3 separate regions of the Mus musculus genome follow, and regions 2 and 3 are each linked to region 1. The links are chromatin contacts, called in public HiChIP or PLAC-seq maps. All regions are on one chromosome and are shown on one strand. Each heading gives the region's core, a stretch centred on a gene start, on an enhancer-like site or on the middle of the called end of the contact. The rest is flanking DNA. Distances are from core to core; before and after follow the strand shown.

Region 1 (3,577 bases), core at 644-3,143:
ACACTTAGCCTAATCATAAACTTATACATGTGACTGAGTATTTACCTTAAGGACATTCAATAAGTACTTGTACATTTTTTAAAAAATCAACCAAGGCAAGATAATTATTGTGGGTTCAGACAACTGAATGCTAATCAGCCATGTAAAAAAAAAATCGTATCATTCAGGCTAAGAAGATGATTCGTTGAGGAAAGAGCGTGTTGTAAAAGCACGAATACTTGAGTTTGTATCCCTGGAACCTACATAAAAGCTGGGTGATAGACAGATATCTATAACTCCAGCCCTGAATGGGGAAAGCAGAGACCTATGGATCCCAGAAGGTCACTAGCCAGCCAGTCTAGCTGAAAACCATCAGCTCCAGATGTGGCGAGGGCCCCTTTCCCCAAAACTAAGGTAGAGAGTAATAGAGCATCGACTGCTACCCCCAGATGTGAACGCACAGCTGAGAACGCATCCTGAGTGTGCACACATACACACGCATGTCCACATGAAAAATAACCGTTCCAGACTAGTTCGGCCAGTCATGGTGGTCCACATCTATAATCCCAGCACTCATCATAAGTTCCAAGCCAGCCTGGGACACACAGTAAGGCCTTGAGCAGGAGAAATGGGGAGTTTATTTTCATTAAAAATTCAAGATAGTTTTCCTGATGTAGACATTCCTAAAACTATTACCACAATCACAATAAACAAACTTATTCATCACCTCCAAAATGTTCTATATGTCCTTAGTTATCTGTCCCTCCAATTTTTCCAAATCTCCCCAAACCAATGTTTTTCGTCCTGTACGGGTGTGATTCTTTGTAAGAAGTAAATTTCTGTCTAGAGAGAGGTGCTAGGTGCTGAAAACAGTAAAGGATATTTACCTAAACAGTGTGAAATCCAATTATGGAGACTTTTTTGAAATTTCATTTTATTGTCATCTGTATTTGATAAAGTGTAAATGATACATACCAGTTGCTTTGTAGTGAACAGGAATCATTGAAAGTACTTAAACATCTACCGCAATTGCTCAATGGTAGTAAACTTACCTGGCATGGGTAAGCCATAGGTGAGACCCCTAAGCACTGCAAATCAACATTGCCATTGTCATCATTATCATCATCATCACCATCATGTGCTGAATGTAACCCACAAGATGGGCGCAATGCCCAGGCAGTTGATGAATGCCTTTTGAATGGGGCACCTGCTGTTGACGTGGCATTGCCTTCAAACATTTCTCAGTTGTTCTTGTATGACCTGAGGGGTTGTTGTGTGTAGGCACACCTCATCTAGACTGAAAACCATATGTGTGCTGATGGAAATGTGGATAGTTGCTGGATTGATAGCTTTAGAAACAGTGGATACAGGGCTATTGAAGGTTGTAGGGATGAGAGCATCATGGAAATGACTATAGCATCTGTAAAGGTGACCACTCTAAGGATGATGAAGCAGTAGAAATCTCTGAAGAGATGAGAGCTTTACCAATCATAGCTAAGGTATACTGACGGCAGTAGGGATGGTAGGAGGGATGATGGCTGGGGCGTGGGGAGTGGTGGTAGTCACGGTTGTAGTAATGGCTATCTGGTAATGGTAGCAGTAGTGATAACCATCAAGATGATGGCCACAGGAGTGACAGTAATGGTAATCGTGATCGCAGTAATGACTTGGAAGATGCAAATAGACTGGGGGCATTTACTCAACAGGCAGGGAGATTGTTCACCTTCTGATTTCAGAGGTTTAGTCAGTGAGTGTAAAGCCCAAATAAGCCAGAACATGAAAGGACTGTAGTGGATGACCGGAGACAACAGGATTGGGGCTTTTCTCTGACTGTTCAACTCAAGGTCTGTCTGCATCAGAATCTCTGGAGACTGAAGCTGGGACTTCCTTCCTCCCTAGAGGCCGGCAGGGGCCATGATTGCTGTAAGAGCAGGTCACGTGGCAAGGTTTCCTGTATGCTGCTGCTGCTGGGTGTCCATGGCCCGCACCCCCAAGCTGCCACTGCAGCAGTAAAGAGTAGCAGCCCCAGGCTCAGTCTATGCTGTGCCAACTGGCTGGTGCTGGGGAGGCTTTAACAAGAGATTTTTGCATCTTAGCTCCTTGGAGAACAGAGCAGGAGTGCCATTTCTGTAGAGGACCATGTTGCGTCGCAAACCCTCCAACGCCAGTGACAAAGAGCCCACTCAGAAGAAAAAGGTAAGGCGCATCTTTGAGCGTACACTCCTTCCTTCTCTCCTCTACACTCTCTACCAAGGCCTTCATGGACTCTTAGAAGGTGGAAGTTGAACCAAGGCTCTATGTTGAGCTTGGACGTGAGGGTTCTTCCAGAAAGCAAGGGGATGGGGCTCAACGCTCACTTGAGTAGTAAAAGTACTGAAGGTACTTTCTAAACTCTGGAATACAGAGCTATGAGTTGGGCCTTTGGAAGTCTAGAGTGATAGACTGAAGAACATAAGAGTTAAATCCACAGACATCAGTTGGAGAGTTACAAAATGTCGTGTTCAAATTGAATCCAAAGAGCGTAATTAATTTTGTCTCTCTAGCTCGGGTTCTGTGTTGCTTTTGCTCGAGTGTGTCCTCTGGGGACTACCTCATTCAAAGGGCCCTACTAGCCTACCCAGCCAAGGTGGTCACAGACTCCCTAACTCTTTGGCAGGAGCCATAGCCATTTCCCACTAGGCTCAGATCTACAACATCTCCCCCAGGCCACTGGAGATGAAGCAGTAAGTAAATTTCAGACTCAGGAAAAGAGCCCACCCAAATGCCGTAAAGTTCAGGTGGTGGTGGTGGTGTGTGTGTGTGTGTGGGGGGGGTTGAACAGGTTCTTTCTGGGCAAGTGAACTTATGAAGAATGAGAAATGGAGCTGATGACTTGCATGGTGAGTAGGTGTGAGAGCTAAGGGGGAAAAGTTCGTTGGGGGAGGGAAGGGGATTTCAAAGTCCAGGAAGGAAGGTAGCTGTCAAAAATGGCTGAAGTGTTCATCTTCCTGAGACAGGAGCTAGACTGAATGATTCTTGAAGACTCTGATATCCAGGTTTCCCTGGCTGTATGTATAGAGTTCATTTTATGTCAGGACTCTCCCAGGCAATCAGCCTGTCCAGTCTGCATGTCTAAGTGGACCACAGGAATGGTCCAAAGCAGGCCTGACTAGATCCAAGCACCCAAGCCTTAATCAGGGGCCTCCAGGACTCTCACTGTGCCCTATCCATTTTTCCATGGAATTCAACTCAGGTGCACTGTGGGGGGATGCCCCCTTGTCAGAACAGTTCCCAGGCAGTGGGCGACAACTAAGAGACAGGCTGAGAGCATTGGGGTGTGCATCCTGTCCCACCTCTCAGGATCTGGGTGGCTGCCGCTTTCGGCTGTACTCTCTCCACTTCAGCTGCTTCTGTAAGATCGCAGTGGCGGGTAGGTGGAGAAGGGTAAGATTTGTGAATATTCACACAGGGCCTTGTCACCCCACCCCCCCACCCCCGCCAAAACTAGGCCCCAAAGGCTTGTCATTGGCTGCCACTCCTCAAGAGCAAAGCCACTTCCCCTTGCTCTCAAGCTCATGAGAAAAACAGAGACTGCTATATAGACCCTGGTAGGCCCCAA
Region 2 (3,577 bases), core at 342-2,841, 290 kb after region 1:
TACTGATAGCTGTGCAATTCTGTGAATGCTAAAAAATAAAATAAAATAAGATAAAAATCTCACTGAAGTAGATGTTTCTAGTGTGTGAAATTTATAATTTCTTAAAATAATTAAATATTATTATTTTTCTGTTATTATTTTTTAAAACATTTCTCCTTATTGTGATTTAAGTGTGGAGGGCAAAGGACAACTCTGTGAAGCTTGTTATCTTCTTCCATCTTTACCCAGAGTCCAGGGGTATAACGACAAATGTTTTAATGAGCCCTATCTTGAAAAACCAAAAAAAAAAAAGTAGTTATCAGTTGAGATTTTCATATGATCTGTTTTGACCATAATGATCCCTAACCTAATTCTTCCCAAATCTACTACCATCCACCCAACTTTGGTTTTTTTGTGTTTGTTTGTTTGTTTTGTTTAAACAAAAACATCAAGACCAATTTATGCTGCCCAAATATTCTTGGATGTGTGGTCCTCTACCAGGGTTAACGCTCTTAAGAGAATTGCTTTTCTTTGTCTTCTGTTTGATTTGAAAGAGGGTTCCGTGTAGTTCAGGTTGGCCTCAAGCTCACTATGTAGCTCACTCTTCAATATTCTTCTGCTTCTACCTCTCAGCTGAGAGTACAGACACACATCACCATGCCTGCTGAAAATTATTACCTTTGTAAATTTTTTAGGAATCTCTGTGGCCCAAAGGGTCTACTCAAGGCCACTTACAAGCAGAGGCCTTTTGATTTATGACTCTGAGGCTCTTTCCTCCTTCCAGGCATCCTGTAGCCTTCAGCAAGGTTAAGTACATACAGGTCCAGTGAGTATGCAGGACATATCCAGGCCTATGTGGGAGGGCTGGGTGCTAGTGGGGGACCTCCCACACCAGGGAAGATGGTGGGAAGCTTTGCAGAGCAAGGGCTTGAATTTTGGGTCTCCCGTGTAGGTGACTCAGCCTCTGTGCCTCTGATTCCCAGTTTCCCCACCTGTAAAGTGAAATGGACAGGTCTGCTGATCTCTGCTAAAGGCTGCACCAGATCTGACCCTCTGAGGTTCTAATTAAAAGGCACCGCAAGATCGAGCTGAAAGAGCATCGGCCATATGACTGTTCTTCGCAGAGGGCCGCAGGAGGCCTTTGACACAATTGACACAATCCTGTGTTCCAATCAATGCTCCTCACAGACAGTGAAGGCGATGATTTTTCCCGTAAGAAACAAATTCTCTCAGACAATCACTCTGGAGAGTTTCTCCACGGGGGTAGTTTGGCTCTAAACCACCTCCCCCGCCTTCTCGGCGTTGGTAGATGGTACAGCAAACCCTAACAGAGACCCATGAGCAACCCATAACAGAGACCGATTGATCATGTCCCTCTGAGATGCCAGGAACCAAGAACCTGGCCCGCTGCCCAGGCATGCAGCCCCACCTTGTACTGAATTTGCCACCATAGTGGAGGAGCAATCACTGGTGGCTACCTCTCTAGCCCCTGCTGGACAGGATGTTTCTACATCAAGCCCCACTTCCTGTAGCTCGGCCTGGGCTCCAGTTTCCCTCCTTCTCTTGCCATCTGGTAGCCTGCCCTCTGCCCACCCCCACCCGCAACTTGCTGGGTGTTTACAGGCTGCTTTATCAGCTTGGGGAATCTGGGCCTCACCCAACCAGGGCCCCGCCCAGCCCAGACAGCCTGCCCAGAGCCCTACCTGCTCTTTCTCCTGCCCCAAGCCCCCTGACAGGCAAGGGGTGTGGAAGAAGGCTTGCTGCCTGGCACAGGCCCTTGATGCCTGAGGCCCTGCCTGGTGGGTTAAAACCTGCCTATTCAGAGTGCTTTATCCAGCTTGACCAGGCTGCAGAGGGCAGGCATTCTTTCTCCAGTTGGCATCCCTATCTGTAAGCTATGGGGACAGTAAATCAAACGACTGGAGTGCTAAGGAGATTCACCTTAGCCTTCAGTGACTTAGCCACCAAGACTTAGCCAGAGCAGCACTAGACTTGAAGGCTCTGATAAGTCCAGGCAGAGTGTAAGCAGAGTGTTTCCAAACTGGAACGATACTAACACTCTACTATGAATAATCAAAACCAAAGATGGAGCCAAAGGGAAAGGACACAGGTATGGTATGATAGCAGAGGTGAAGTTCAGTAATCTTTTTGAACAGTCTTGATTTACAACCAGGCTCCAGAGCCTCATAGGTCTCTCCATACCAACTTCAAGATCTGTTCATACCCGAAACTTTGAAGATGAGACAGAGCTAACCACTGAGCAAGTCAAAGGACCTCTCCCCAGAGCAAAAGGACCTAGTCATTTGCTTTCAAATGTATTCTAAGGCAAGGAGAAAGGGGTGGCAAGGGTGGCAAGCAAATGAAGATGATGCTGCAGGTGATAGGATTTCCCTTCCACTCTCCTTTTCAAAAATCTCAAAAGCTAAGGTTCAGTAGAGAGGTCCCACGAGGGTAGGACCCTTTCACTAGATCTGACCAAGCCTCAGACTAGGGAGTCAAAGGTACAGTTCAAACCCATCTCACTTTTTTGTTTTGTTTCTTTTTGTCTTGACAAGTTAGCAAAAATTACATTTTAGGTAATAAATGAAAACAGTCCCACTTAAAAGTGAATACTAGACAGGCGTGAGACCCTTGGCACCTGGGAGGCAGAGACAGGTGGATCTTTTTGAGTTCTAGGCCAGTTAAGACTACACAGAGAGACCGTGTCTCAAAACGAGTGAATGCTATACTTCAGAGCTAGGATTGCTGTTGAGTTGAGAGAATGCTCGGCCAGCGTTCACGGAGTCTTGAGTTCCACTCCAAGCATCACATAAACTATCCTGTGGTGCACACCTGCAATCCCAGGTAGGGCAGAAGCAGGAGGATCAGAAGTTCAAACCCATTCTGTTACATAATGAATTTGAAACCAATTTGGGCTACATGAGACGCTGTCTCCAAAAAAAAAAGGGGGCTGGGGACGGACAACAAATGTTACATTGGAAAGAAATGTTATCTAACTCAAGAATCCAATGTAAGCCTTTACCACGGCATACTTGGAGTTTTTAGTCTCAGCATTTGGGGTGGGGGCATAGAGGCAGGTGGATCCCTGTTGAGTGCACGGTCAGACAGGACTACATAGTTAGACCCTATATCAACTTATATATATATATATATAATTTAATAGTGTGGGGGACTTGGGTGGTAACAGAACTCTGGTAAAACAATTTTGCTATTAATGTCACCTGGTTCTTGAACTCTCAGGTGCCCATTCTCCAAGTGGACAGATTGCATGTCACTCAGAGCTCCTTACAGGCTTGCTGTCCATGCCACATTTCTTCTACTAAAATATTAGGCCAAAATACCATCTCTCTCAAAGCAGCCTTTCCTACCAGTGGGAAGTGGACAGAGAGGAAACTGCAGTTGGGGAGTACTGTATGAGAGAAAGCTAAATAAAAACAAAAACAAAAACAAAACAAAAACAAAACAAAAAAGTAGTGACACATAAAGGGAAAAAATCACAAATCAATTAGTGTTGATATATTGATAACTGATACTGAGTTAAAAGGTCATTTCTCTCCTTAGCACTTTGCTTTTTACTTTCCTTTCCTTTTTTTAAAGA
Region 3 (3,577 bases), core at 784-3,283, 260 kb after region 1:
ATTCTTGGACTAGAGTAACAGGAGTAGAAGAGGGACCCTTTGGCTGCTGGATGTTAGGATTCTCCCAATTCAGTCAGAAATAATCTGCTGACTCCTCTTTGGGCTGACACTACCCACCTGGCTATACTGTGGAATTCCCCACCTGCCACTTAATGACGTAACTATAAGGCAAGACACCTGTTCCTAGTTTTAGGATTACTCTTTAAGACAAACTGTGGCAGAAGGTCTTTGCAGGCCCCAGAATCTGTTCGAGGTGAGACTTTGTGAAGCTCTGGATCTTATAAACTTTTTGTTTGTTTTGTTTTTCGAGACAGGGTTTCTCTGTATAGCCCTGGCTGTCCTGGAACTCACTTTGTAGACCAGGCTGGCCTTGAACTCAGAAATCAGCCTGCCTCTGCCTCCCGAGTGCTGGGATTAAAGGTGTGTGCCACCACGCCTGGCTGGATCCTATAAACTTTAAGCGCTGTATCTTTGGGCCTCTTACTGTGGCTTGAGTGGGCAGGCCAGGAGAATGATGTGTCTGGCTTCTTAAAGTCCGGACATTCCCCAGGTCTGAACTTCAGCTGCAGTCCTTACCCATCCTTCAGCAAGGTGTTTCCACTGGAGTTTGCCCAGGTACGGAAACACCATCCTTTTGGAGGTACAGCATTAATCTGCCTTCCTGCTGTTCCCCTCCCCACTTCCTGATTACAAGGTCATCCCAAACACCCCATAGTGTTTCTACTTTCAGGTCTATCCTCTAGTTGAAACCTGTAGTCAGAAGGCAAGCATCCATGGTGACACATACCCATAGTCCCAAGGACATGGGGGGGGGGAGGCAGAATGGTTCCTGTGAACGCTGGGTCAGCCAGGGTTATACAGCAAGACCCAGCACCCAAACAAGCAAGGTGTGATAACGCATGTCTACAGTTCTACTTCTCTGAATAACAGAGGCAGGGGCTTGAGGTCAGCCCAGGCTACATAGGTGAGACCTTGTCTCAAAAGAACAAAAAGGAAATGCGGTTCAGAAGTCAGACAAGTCAGGAGGTTACAGAAGCCCTGTTGAGATTAACAGTATTCAGATAGGCCCCAAATGCCGTGGGAGCTCAAAGGGCTGGGCAAGGGCACCTGGATGCTTGGAGCAGATGGCACGGGAGAGGTAGTGAGCGGTGCATACTTAAATATAAATAGATGCCAGGGAATGGTGTTTGGAATGAGGGCACAATGTGAGTAGAGGCTTGGAGGAGAGAGAAGAGTCAACAGCACTTTCACATTTCATGCTTATGCGTTCTTTGACCCATACAGTAGCTGGAGACTATTGTCAGGTTATAAAGATCAAGGCTGACACGGAAGCTTTTCTTTTGCTGTGTTGGGTAGGGAAGAGCTGCCAAATGTTCAGGCAGACCTGGTAGATTAAGAAGGGGAGCAGGCCTAGCCCTGTGTCCCCCCTTACAGTGGCAGTTTCCACTATCAGGAGGGCTGGCCGCTGGGTGAGTGCTCCTCCCAGGCTCGGGGTGTGTGTGTGTGTGTGTGTGTGTGTGTGTGTGTGTCTCCTCCAGGTGCAGGCAAATGGTTGTAACAGATGCCTCGATTATTCTCCCATTTCAAGGGAGAAAGCGGTGGCGCGTGAAAGTGTTGCTAAAGGCAGGCTAAGGAGAGGGAGCATCGGGTCCAGGACCTGTCTAGAGGTTGGCGATGGCCTGGAGCGTGCTTTAGCGGCTTTAGGGAGCCCGCAGCGAGCCAGAGAGCCCAGTCGCCACTAGCTCACCTACAGGTACTAGAGACGGGGGCGGGGGGCGGGGCCAGGGAACGGTTGGCCAATGGGAAGGCGACATTCTGCGGACTGCTGAACTCTTGGAGAGGGAAGGGGACCGAGGAGAAAGTTTGAAGCTTCAAAGCCAGGGAGATTGTCGGCGGAAACCAAAGCCGCCCAGAAGTTGAGAATCAGGGAACACTTCCAAGGGACAGGAAGACGCCCGCTTAGTCTGCTCTTCTGGGAGCGGCGAGCCACGCCCTGGCCGCCCCTCCCTCCCGGGCTCCGCCTGGCTGGCCCACCATCTCCGGCTCCACAGCGCCACCTGCTGGATATTGGCTTCCATGCCCGGCGCACAGGGCAGAAGCGCTTGGAGGCTGCTGGCTGCAACTGGGAGCCCAAAGAGCTTGCTCACCCTGGGTCCAGAGTCTTCAAAGCTCTAGGTAACTGCCTTTCTGAGTGCAGTCAGCAAGCTCATGACCGGCAGACAAATTTGACTGTTCCCGTCCAAGGATGGGAGTGACATTTCTACCTCAGTCCCACCGAGGGATAAGGATATAGTGCTGAGTGCAGTCACTTGGAAGGGAGGCAGTGGCAGTTGTTTGGGAGTCGCCTATCAACACAGCATAGTTGAAGTTGAAAGCAGCTCTAAGCGCCAGGCGAACCCAATGATAGATAAACACGTGGGTAAAGGGAGTAGCTGCCTGAAATGTTATGATGGGTGGGCTGTGGTCCAGGCTGGGGATGTAGCTCAGTTGATAGAGTATCTATCCAGCATACAGGAAGCCCTGGATTCAGTCTTCAGCCCGAAATAAGGCGCGGGGATGGGAGGGGTGTGGCAACGAATGTCTGTAATCTCAGAATGGGGGAGATCATGCTTGGTCACATAGCCTGGGCTACATGAGACCGTCCCATCACGACCTTTAAAAATGACACCAAAATTACAAAACCACCATGATTATTAGCTCCTGAGCATGGAATGACCTACTTGTCCTCTTCCTGCCCGCCCCCCAGGTAAGGCAGAAGGTCCCACAATTGGAATCTGAACACCTTCAGCCTTTCAATAAACATTTATTGAGCACCTACTGTGTATCAGGCACTGTGGCTAGGTGCTGGGGATACATCACTGACTAGCACACAGCTCCTGCTCTGGAGGAGCTCACAGTCTGTTGAAGGGAAACCGTACATGAACACAATCAAAGAACTACATACAATGTGCTACAATAAGAGGTATATACAAAGTGCTGTGGGAGCCAGGAGGAGGGAGTCACATATCAGCCGCTGGGACGTGAGGACCATCACTTGACTCCTGACTCCATTAGGCAGGCCATCACAAAAGCAGGGGGATTGCTGCCACCTGACTCTGGTTCAAGGAAATCTGTCTCCTGAGGTTCTCCTGTAAGCCTCTTGCAGAACGCTTGTCAGCAAGGGTTAGTTAACCGGTTAGCTAGTTTAACACTCTGGGTAAGGAAGAAACTGAACAAGAAGTTGTCTTTAGGATCAGAGGGATGTTGAAAGTAATACAAATTTTTGATGTTAAGATAGAGGGTGAGGTGGTCCTGTGGGGGGGGGGGGCAGCACTGGGCAGTGAAGCACCTGGAGTAACTGCCTAAGCGAGAGGGGAGGACGGCGGTCAGCTACCTCAAAAGTTTGCTTCCCAGCTCTCATCAGATCAAACAGTAACTGGTCAGGGATGCTCATCTGCGTTATAGTATGCCCAGTGTTGTGGGTGACACGGTGGTGCCTACCCCTCAGAAGGTAACACACACAGGAGATAAAAGGTACTAAACTTACAGTCTAAGTAACAGTTTGTGATTACAACAGAGATGTCACAGGCTGTTTCTA

Evidence for each region. HiChIP or PLAC-seq counts read pairs in DNA pulled down with a chosen protein or histone mark.
Region 2: an H3K4me3 HiChIP or PLAC-seq map of the SCID.adh cell line shows a contact between it and region 1, with 10 read pairs. The contact joins the enhancer-like site here to the promoter of Sash3 in region 1. A contact is called at or near these places in 6 of 39 promoter capture datasets (the C10 cell line, the HPC-7 cell line, hippocampal neurons and 2 more), 5 of 484 Hi-C or Micro-C datasets (CD4 T cells, CD8 T cells, memory CD8 T cells and 1 more), 10 of 115 datasets of contacts at active chromatin or transcription factors (the 230-238 cell line, the SCID.adh cell line, double positive thymocytes and 7 more) and 2 of 9 other capture datasets (embryonic stem cells and pancreatic islet).
Region 3: an H3K27ac HiChIP or PLAC-seq map of regulatory T cell precursor shows a contact between it and region 1, with 3 times the contacts expected there. The contact joins the enhancer-like site here to the promoter of Sash3 in region 1. A contact is called at or near these places in 8 of 39 promoter capture datasets (the 3T3-L1 cell line, 3T3-L1-derived adipocytes, the C10 cell line and 4 more), 2 of 484 Hi-C or Micro-C datasets (bone marrow-derived macrophages and double positive thymocytes), 7 of 115 datasets of contacts at active chromatin or transcription factors (bone marrow-derived macrophages, double positive thymocytes, effector CD8 T cells and 4 more) and 4 of 9 other capture datasets (embryonic stem cells, liver, macrophages and 1 more).

The regions. Positions count from the first base shown.
Region 1 is chrX:48,144,543-48,148,119 of GRCm38.p6, forward strand. It overlaps Sash3 (SAM and SH3 domain containing 3), which reads left to right and starts at 1,894. Exons shown (of 8, transcript NM_028773.4): 1 at 1,894-2,175. The coding sequence starts at 2,119.
Region 2 is chrX:48,437,685-48,441,261 of GRCm38.p6, forward strand. The region is part of intron 1 of Elf4 (E74-like factor 4 (ets domain transcription factor)); the gene reads right to left. Among named protein-coding and RNA genes, the nearest start is that of Elf4, 15 kb to the right of the region's middle. Within about 2 kb of position 1,592, at least 76 of the 459 cell types and tissues checked have an H3K27ac peak or open chromatin away from gene starts, as enhancers often do. A contact at or near this core is called in CD8 T cells, the HPC-7 cell line, the SCID.adh cell line and 5 more, where this site is marked.
Region 3 is chrX:48,408,263-48,411,839 of GRCm38.p6, forward strand. It overlaps Elf4 (E74-like factor 4 (ets domain transcription factor)), which reads right to left. Exons shown (of 9, transcript NM_001381876.1): 9 at 2,788-3,577. Among named protein-coding and RNA genes, the nearest start is that of Elf4, 44 kb to the right of the region's middle. Within about 2 kb of position 2,034, at least 178 of the 459 cell types and tissues checked have an H3K27ac peak or open chromatin away from gene starts, as enhancers often do. A contact at or near this core is called in 3T3-L1-derived adipocytes, bone marrow-derived macrophages, effector CD8 T cells and 3 more, where this site is marked.